Regions from separate parts of the Rattus norvegicus genome. Here all the other regions are linked to region 1. The links are chromatin contacts, called in public Hi-C maps. All regions are on one chromosome and are shown on one strand. The core of a region is the stretch at or near the end of the contact, and the rest is flanking DNA. Distances in the headings are between cores, read along the strand shown.

Region 1 (2,621 bases), core at 83-2,582:
GAATATCTTCACTGTGCATTCAGAAACAGATCACGGGAGTCATCGTGGTGCATAAAGGTCCATCCTTGTGACAAATGGAGACAGCCAAACTAATTTTCTTGGTGACCTTATCTAAATGAGTTAGAAAATAACACTTCAGATTTATGGCTAGTTACAATTAAGCCCTTTGATATCTTTAATTAAACCTGTAGAGATTTATCTCTATATTATTCCTTTGGTAACCCTTTAAAAATGATAAAAATGTAAATTAATATTACCCTCAACAGGAGCTGTTTCTATTTGTCCTAAATTAGACTCAGACCCTTCCTTTCACACTGCACTGCTCAGGCACACATTCCACATGGACCTTAAATAATTTATGGTGGAACTTTCCACCAATGTTAGACGGAATCTTTTAGAGTCTGAAAAAAAAAACTGCAATATTTTAGTTTCTTTGTACGTCACTCAGAACTTCATCTCACTTCACACAGCCCAATGGTTATTTTTTTTTCTTTTTCTCTTTAAGTGATTCTGAGTGACAAGGCCAAGGCCCCTGGAACATGCGAGGCAGACAGTATTTTCCCCCCATAGGAGATGATTGTAACAGTTCATGTAATTTGCCTTTTATCACAACTGGTATAGCCGTGCTTTCTTGCCTGGTTTTTCTTCAAACCTTCTCTAAGAAAAGATGCCCTGGGTTCTTTCTGTGGCAGTGATTTTAAAGAACAAACAAACAGACAAAAAACACCTCTCTGACCAAAGGCAACTTGGGGAAGAAAGCGATCATTTGATTTATGCATCCAGGTCACAATTCATCATTGACCGGAGTCAGGGCAGGAAACCAAAGCAAGAACCACTGCTCCCTGGCTCTCTGTTCTGGCTTTTGCTCACTCGCTCACCCATGCTTGGCTAGCTTTCTTACACAGCCAGGACCACCTGCCAAGGGATGGCGCCGCCCACCATGGGCCAAGCCTTCCTACACCAACTGTCATAACAGGTCAATCCTTGATCAAGGCGTTCCTCTGCAATGACTCTAGGCTGTGTCAGGTTCACAGTTAAATATGAGTAGAACAGACACACCCACCAATGGTAGCTCTCCCCTGTAGTGTTTGCATTCTCTGGCCTTTCATTTTTCAGACCACCACGGTCTCCCATCCACTCATCCATGTTTCCTTCCTCCCTAGGTGAGTACAGCTACCTGGGGACGACTCTGCGTCAGGTTGCCATAGAGCCCATGCCATCCCTCCTGGACGTCAGACAGCTCATCACCCTGTATGGAATCTTGCCTCTGGGTAAGGACTGGCGTTCCCACAAGCTCGGACAGCAGCCTCCCTCTGGCTTTGATGGTATTTCCTGTTTGGCACCAAAAGTGCTTTTCACCTTCCCAGCTGAGGATGGGAAGCCTTGTCTCACTTCCGTACAGGCCCAGCAGAGAAGGGCAGGCTGGGAAGAGAGCTTCTGTGCCATCTCCAGGTCTAGCTCACATTACAGCAACCAGCTGGAGAGATGGCCTCTGAAGTCAATGAGCTGAGAAAGCTAAGGTGGCTGCGTGCCTTCCTTCACACACTACCTTCTGTGGCTGGGTCCTGATCTCCCCCACGGTCCCTCCATCACGGTCCTTCAGACACAGCTCTAGGCTGTGCCTAGGGATGCAGGAGGCACGAAGCCCCTCCCTTCCCTCTGTTTGGTGGTGGCTGCAGGAGGGCAGCCCAACAAGAGGCAGTGCTCTGCTTGCCGCTCTGAAGCTAGAAATTACAGCTTGTTTCGCCTGCTTCGATAACTCTCTCCCGCTTTGACTTAAGAACTTATGTCTGTTGGCAGGAAAGCTCTAAGGCCTCTCCTGACATTACGTCAGAAGTCGTGAATGTGATTTGGGGGCAGTATAAATGTCCAGGCACTATATTTCACATTGCATCACACGCAAATATATTGGAGCACAAGATTTAATGTCAACAAACTCAATGTGTAACGCTCGCAGGACCAGCCTAATAAAATACATTGAGTCTCACACCTTATCGTAACATAATGGGAGTCAGGAGACGCAAGGAGCTACTATTCCTGCTCAGTGTACACTACGCGGGTCCCTTGGCTGGCTATCCCTGCTACCCATGGTTTTCCGTTCTGCCTCAAAAGGACCCCACCCCTGCATGGAGAACACCACCACCCACTCTCCCACCGCACTCTACCCTCACCCCTCGCCACACACCCCCCATCAGCAGCTGCCAGGCCCTCCTGGCCACAGAGTCAGCTGGAAAGCTGGCTCTCCTGAAAGAGTTTTATGTCACCTGTTGGGGATGCAGACACAAGTAGGACAGATGAGCCACGTGCACAGGTATGCCTCCAGGTGTGTAAACTTCACGTGTCACCCCCACCTGCACGTGAATGCAACCTGGGGAGACGCTGGCATCTGCCAACAGTTCCTGAAGCTGCCCCTTGCTCCCCAACACACACATTCATAGGAGAACCCTCATGTGGAAAGTGGCGTCCTGTCAGAAAAGGGATGAGGCACAGCCTTAGGGGACAATGATTGTTTGGATCACTTCAGTGGCAGCCTCTGGCAGAAGCCCACACAGGTTCGTTTCCACACCTGGTTGGGAAACAGAGCCCCATCCTAGGTTGCTAGGACCAGGGCTGAGGCTTCC
Region 2 (2,621 bases), core at 82-2,581, 780 kb before region 1:
TTTGATATTTGAAAAGAGAGATTATTAAGCGAGGTCTCGGTTCAGAAACTTCAAGAAGAAATGGGAGGGTGTGGTGAGGGTGGAGGGGGGAGATTGCATTTCCTGTTTTTCTTTCTGATGGTGGTGGAAAACCATGGATACCCACGGAGAAATTCCAAAACTCATTCTTTTTCCTGCTAGAGGCCCTGCCCATAAAGGTGATGGGTAGAAGTGGTCAATTCACTATTTCTTTTTATAGCTATGGAAATGAGTTTAAATTTAAATTTAATTTCGTTACTTTATGTGTATGAGTGTTTTGCCTACATTTATGTCTGTGTACCATATATGCCTGGTCTTGGAGGTCTGATGAGGGTGTCAGATCCCCTGGACCTAGGTGGTTGTGAGCTCCCATGTGGGCACTGGGAACTGAACCTGGGTCCTCTGCAAGAGCTACCAGCACCCGCCCTTCCTTCCTTCCTTCCTTCCTTCCTTCCTTCCTTCCTTCCTTCCTTCCTTCCTTCCTCTTTGTTGAGATAGTTTCTCTCTGCCTTTCTTTGGAACTCGCTGATTTGACTAAATTTACTGACCAGTGAGACCCAGGGATCTGCTTTTTCCTTCCTTTTCCATGATGAGATGACTCTACACTGGCTTTTTTAAAAATGTATTTTGGGGACAGACTTCAGGTCCTCTCGCTCAGGCATTAAACATTTTATGGGCTTCAGTGGTTCTCAACCTGTGGGTTGTGACCCCGATGGGGGGGGGAGGCGTCACATATCAGATATTTACATTACAATTCATGACAGTAGCAAAATTACAGGTATGAAATGGCGATGGAATGATTTTACAGTTGGGCTCACCACAGCATGTATTAAAGAGTCGCAGATTAGGAAGGTTGAGAGCCACGGGGCTAAAGCTGTTTTCCTAGCTCTTGAGGTTCTCATCTTTACCACACTTTAGTTTTGCCTCAGTAACCTCTGATTGAAAATTATAATTCCTTCTGGCTCATGGTTGATTTCCTTTTTTTCCCCCTTCCCTTTCTTAGGGTTGGAGTTTGCAGGAGTCCAACTAAATGCTTGTAGGGAAAAGACGGCCTTCATAGGTGACATCAGCTTGCAGAGCAGGCCAGAAGCAACAGAGCCCCAGGTCTGGTTTTCATTTACAGTTTGGGTCCGTCCTACGGCAGGGAGGGGAGAAGAGGGGTCTGGAGGAAGGAAGGAGAAAGAGGAGGAGGAGAAGAAGGCAGGGGAGGAGGGAGAGAGAGGCGGGAGCGAGAGGAGGAGCAGGAGGAAGCCCTGACTGTACCCCTGGACCCTGTCCAGTTTGGAGTCCAGCTTTTCACCAAAAGCTGCTCAGTTCCCCGGGCTCCAGCTTCCAGCAAGGATTGCAACAGGAGGCTGTGCTCTCCGATCCGGGATCTTCCTCTCTTTGGTGGAGGAGGGTTGTAGGAAGAAAGCGAGCGTGAGAGAGAAATATGCATCCTGGTGAATTGTGATTGAGCTTAGAAGCCCAGGGACACACGTCTTCAGGTTTGCTCAGGGTAAGTGTGAGGTTTTGCTTGTTTGTTTCCTTTGTGGCACGAAGGAATCATACTTCAAGCAGAGGTGAGCTAGGGTCTCTTGCCATCACCCTGTCAGTCAGTATTCTGTACATATTTTCGGTTTCTGGAAGAGTCGGCTGCTCTTTCTTTCCTTTGTGGGACCTGGGTTTCTTTAACCTGCTGAAGGTCATGGACTGCTCAGTTGTGTTTAGGTTTGCTGCTGCTGGGAGTGTCCTGTGTGTCCCTGCCTGTGTCGTGTGCACTTCTGACTGTGGCGCTCTCTGCCTGCTGGTTGGTTGAAAGTCGTCTCTCTTTCCCCAGACTGGTTGCCTTGTTTGCAGAGGCATCAGGATGGGAACATAGGGCAACCTGCAGAGTGGATTCCAGAGAGATCTCATCTCTTTGGGTTCTCCAAGGGTCATGGGTAAGGTAGGGGTATACTCATCAGTGTGGAGAGGCTGGTCAGGCAAACTGCCATCTTCTGAGTTTGGAGAGATCCTGGTGCTCGTCTCTGGGCTGGGCTGGAGATACTCAGCTGCGGCCATCAGGGCTGCTTAATCTTTTCAGGAATCTGAAGTCACCCTTGCAAGATCTGTCTTTTGGGAACGCTTAAGGGAACTTCAGGCCTCAAGCGTGCAGAATGCAATACTAGGGCAACTTTCCCACTGGAGAAGGCAAGGCTCAGGACTGGGCTGCCCTGGGTTGTCCAGATGGGAGGCCTGTGCCAAGTTGGGAGGCCCAAGGGCTATTCCCTGGCCATGAGGATGCTGGGTGGGGTTCAGGCCCTCTCTCACTGAGGATGGGAGGGAGTTCACGGATAGTTGCCAGCCCACTTGGGGACCTATTTCAAGCTACTATGGGATGAATGCAAGGGTGGGGTCAACGGGAAGGGTTCATCGCAGGACTGGAGAGAGGCTGAAGGAAAAATGAATTTCACACAAACCCAGGCAAACTTAGGGACTGGTGTGGACTTCAAGAACAAGCTGTTATGAGCACAAGTGGGCACATTACACCCCAGAGGCCATTTCTCTCCCTACCAGAGCTGCCTCCAGATGAAAGCCCCAGAGTCTCAGAGCTTCAAGGGCACTCATAGGACCCGAGCATA
Region 3 (2,621 bases), core at 73-2,572, 540 kb before region 1:
TGATGTTTTCTCCATGTTGCCTCAAAAGGGTGTCTTTTTAAGCTGTGTGTGTGTGACATTTGAAAAAAAAAAAAGGCAGAAAGATCCTGGGCTACGTAGTGAGTTCATCCTTGGCTACTTAGTGAGTTCAAGGCCAGGCTGGACTATGTGAGACCATACCTTGCTCAAACCAGAATAGAAAGTAGGAAGGGACTGTGTCCTGTGTGTGGGGGGCAGGAGCCAGGGAAGGGGGCTAGATACAACTCCAGGTTCCCCACAGCCATGGGATGAATCAGATTCTCTCTGTCCTTAGCTTCCTCTCTGTTTTTAATTTGAAAACATTTTAAAAGTTGCCTTAACACTTTCAAGGTAAAATTCTGGAGTTTGAGAATTAGCAATACCCACCTGTCATTGTGGCAACCACACTTACCTGGGCTCCCAGGGCGCTGGAGGTTGGAGGGATGGAGGCACCTGTGGAGAAAGTGTAGCTCCATGGATTGTGGGACCCGGTTTAATTCCCTAGCAAAGCTGTTACCATGAGTTTGTGGACAGAGGAGTAAAGGACACTTGCAGAGATAAGACAGGAGAAGCAAACTGCAGCGCTCCAAGCATCTCTGTCCTGTCTCCTGTCCTGTGGTCCACTTCATGCTGCCCCACGCCCGTGACTTAGAGCTTTAAGTAGGAAGATCACAGCTGGTTGTTTTCAATAGGAGCTCAGCAGGACAGAGCGATATAGGAGGTGGGTGCGATATGAAGCCATTCTCCACCTGCAAGCAGAAGGCTGGATAGTGCTTCTAGCTCAAACCCCAAACCTTCCCGTTATAGGTCTGGAGTGTTCTATGAAACTGACTGAAGCATCCTTTTCCGTGGATTGCCCAGGAGGATAGGGACTCACTATCCTCTTACTTTTTACCTTTTGTAAAGTCCCTCTTACTTTTACCTTTTGTATAGTCTTTTGGGATTTCCCAGAGGCACTTTAAACAAGATGCACAGGTCTTTTCTCTTCTGCTTTAGTTTGCTTTCTGATGCTAGAACAAAATACTGGAGGCGAGAACATTATCACGACAAAAAGGTTTATTTCAGCTTACAGTTTGAGATGTTGTCTGTAAACTCTTATAACAGCTTTGCTTGGGAACTGGGGTGGCTCTGGGATGGGCCTGGGCTCTAAGGTGGGGATGGCAGAATAGGGTGGGTTTAACATGAGTATGCAAGTGTGAGAGGCCAGGAGAGGAGAGGCTGAAGAGCTGGAGTTTGGTAATGGGTTTTACTACCAGCCTCAGACCATTACTTCCTGCTCCTGGGAAATATGAAAGGTACCACAAGGTGGCGCTCATCACAAAGTCTCTGACCAGGCACAGATCAGTCAAGGAAAGACTAGTTCTGGATTTGCAAAAGCAAGGCAGACAAAGGCGGTTAGACTCCCCCTAAAATTTGATTGGTACGATTCCTAGTTCAGCTGAGGCTGAAGAGTTGTCATCTTTAGGAGTGACCTTCAGTCTGGGAGTGTGTACAGACACAGATACATGTGTATATACACACTTATGCACTCAGACGCATCCTCTCATACTAATACATGTGCACATGCACACAGGGCACTAGAAGAGGGTAAGAGCCAGGCTGTGGTACCTCAAGTCATCCTGTGACTTTGTTCTAGTCCTCAAACTACAGGCCCATGGAGGGGTTGAGTTTCATGCAAAAGTTCCCCCCTTTCTATACACTTGCTGCTTATGCTGCTGGCCACCTCCCCGTCCATGGTCCCTGATTGTCCCACCAAGACACGTACCAAGGCTTCAGACAATAAGAACCACAGAGACTTTCCAGGGTCTAGTGTGTGGCCCTGAGGACACAGCAGGGAGGAAAAACAGTGCACTTGGGAGACGCATGTAGCCCGGAAGGAATTCAGACCTGATGGTTGGAAACATCTTCTGGAAACTCATTTAAACAGCACAGTGTTACTGTTTCCTCCTGTTAGCCTGTGGAGTGAGTGTCCTTTGGGTTTGGGAGTTTGTCTCATCTTGAAATACTAACTTCTGGTGTGTCTCAGACACTCCCACAGGGTCCCCTAATTCTTGTGGCCAGGTTCTTCCTTGAGACCTACGTGGTGTCTCTGGGGAGGACTACCTTTGTGAGGCTACCATTCCCGTGAGTGTATCCCTAACTTCCCCACACTGAGCACCTCTGACACGGTCAGAGTCTATGTCTGAGCTACTTGGCTCCACAGTCCATGGAGCTGAGAGGATCTGCTCTGAAGACCTGGGCCCACCTCACACTAACACCACACTGGTCTCTCACCTCAGTGAACAAAGCAGAACTGTGCAGCGAGTCCCCAGCCTTACCTATGAGTCTGCCTTTCACCACAGGGCTTCAAGGACACCACACAGGACCTGAGGGGCAGGTGGTCTTGGGTAGGACAAAGTGTGAGAGGTCAGAGACACCCAGGCATCACCTTGCATCACCAGGCATCAGAGCCAGCGGGACCTACAGGACTGCAGAGGCCCAGCTCTGAGCATGACCTCTGCTCTTGTTTTATCTCAGTCCTGAACTGTCCTCTGTGTCCCCACGGCTGTGGGATCAGGACCACATTTTAGCACGTGCCACAGAACTGGTCTCAGACGTGAGGCTTTGTTTCATTGCCAAACCGT

The links. Hi-C and Micro-C count contacts between places; a contact is called where the count stands out from the background.
Region 2: a Hi-C map of the A7r5 cell line shows a contact between it and region 1, with 6 times the contacts expected there. The contact joins the promoter of Col6a3 here to the enhancer-like site in region 1. A contact is called at or near these places in 2 of 12 Hi-C or Micro-C datasets (the A7r5 cell line and Schwann cells).
Region 3: a contact with region 1 is called in a Hi-C map of the A7r5 cell line, with 10 times the contacts expected there. The contact joins two enhancer-like sites. A contact is called at or near these places in 11 of 12 Hi-C or Micro-C datasets (the A7r5 cell line, the Rat2 cell line, Schwann cells and 7 more) and 1 of 1 datasets of contacts at active chromatin or transcription factors (oligodendrocytes).

What each region holds. Positions count from the first base shown.
Region 1 is chr9:98,101,167-98,103,787 of GRCr8, reverse strand. It overlaps Iqca1 (IQ motif containing with AAA domain 1), which reads left to right. Exons shown (of 19, transcript XM_017596905.3): 14 at 1,164-1,271. The region is part of intron 6 of LOC102554789 (a long non-coding RNA gene); the gene reads right to left. Among named protein-coding and RNA genes, the nearest start is that of Asb18, 59 kb to the right of the region's middle. Within about 2 kb of position 1,332, at least 5 of the 93 cell types and tissues checked have an H3K27ac peak or open chromatin away from gene starts, as enhancers often do. A contact at or near this core is called in the A7r5 cell line, where this site is marked.
Region 2 is chr9:98,885,668-98,888,288 of GRCr8, reverse strand. Col6a3 (collagen type VI alpha 3 chain) reads left to right here and starts at 1,331. Exons shown (of 44, transcript NM_001427497.1): 1 at 1,331-1,516.
Region 3 is chr9:98,639,077-98,641,697 of GRCr8, reverse strand. No RefSeq gene overlaps it. Among named protein-coding and RNA genes, the nearest start is that of Cops8, 15 kb to the left of the region's middle. Within about 2 kb of position 1,322, at least 8 of the 93 cell types and tissues checked have an H3K27ac peak or open chromatin away from gene starts, as enhancers often do. A contact at or near this core is called in the A7r5 cell line, where this site is marked.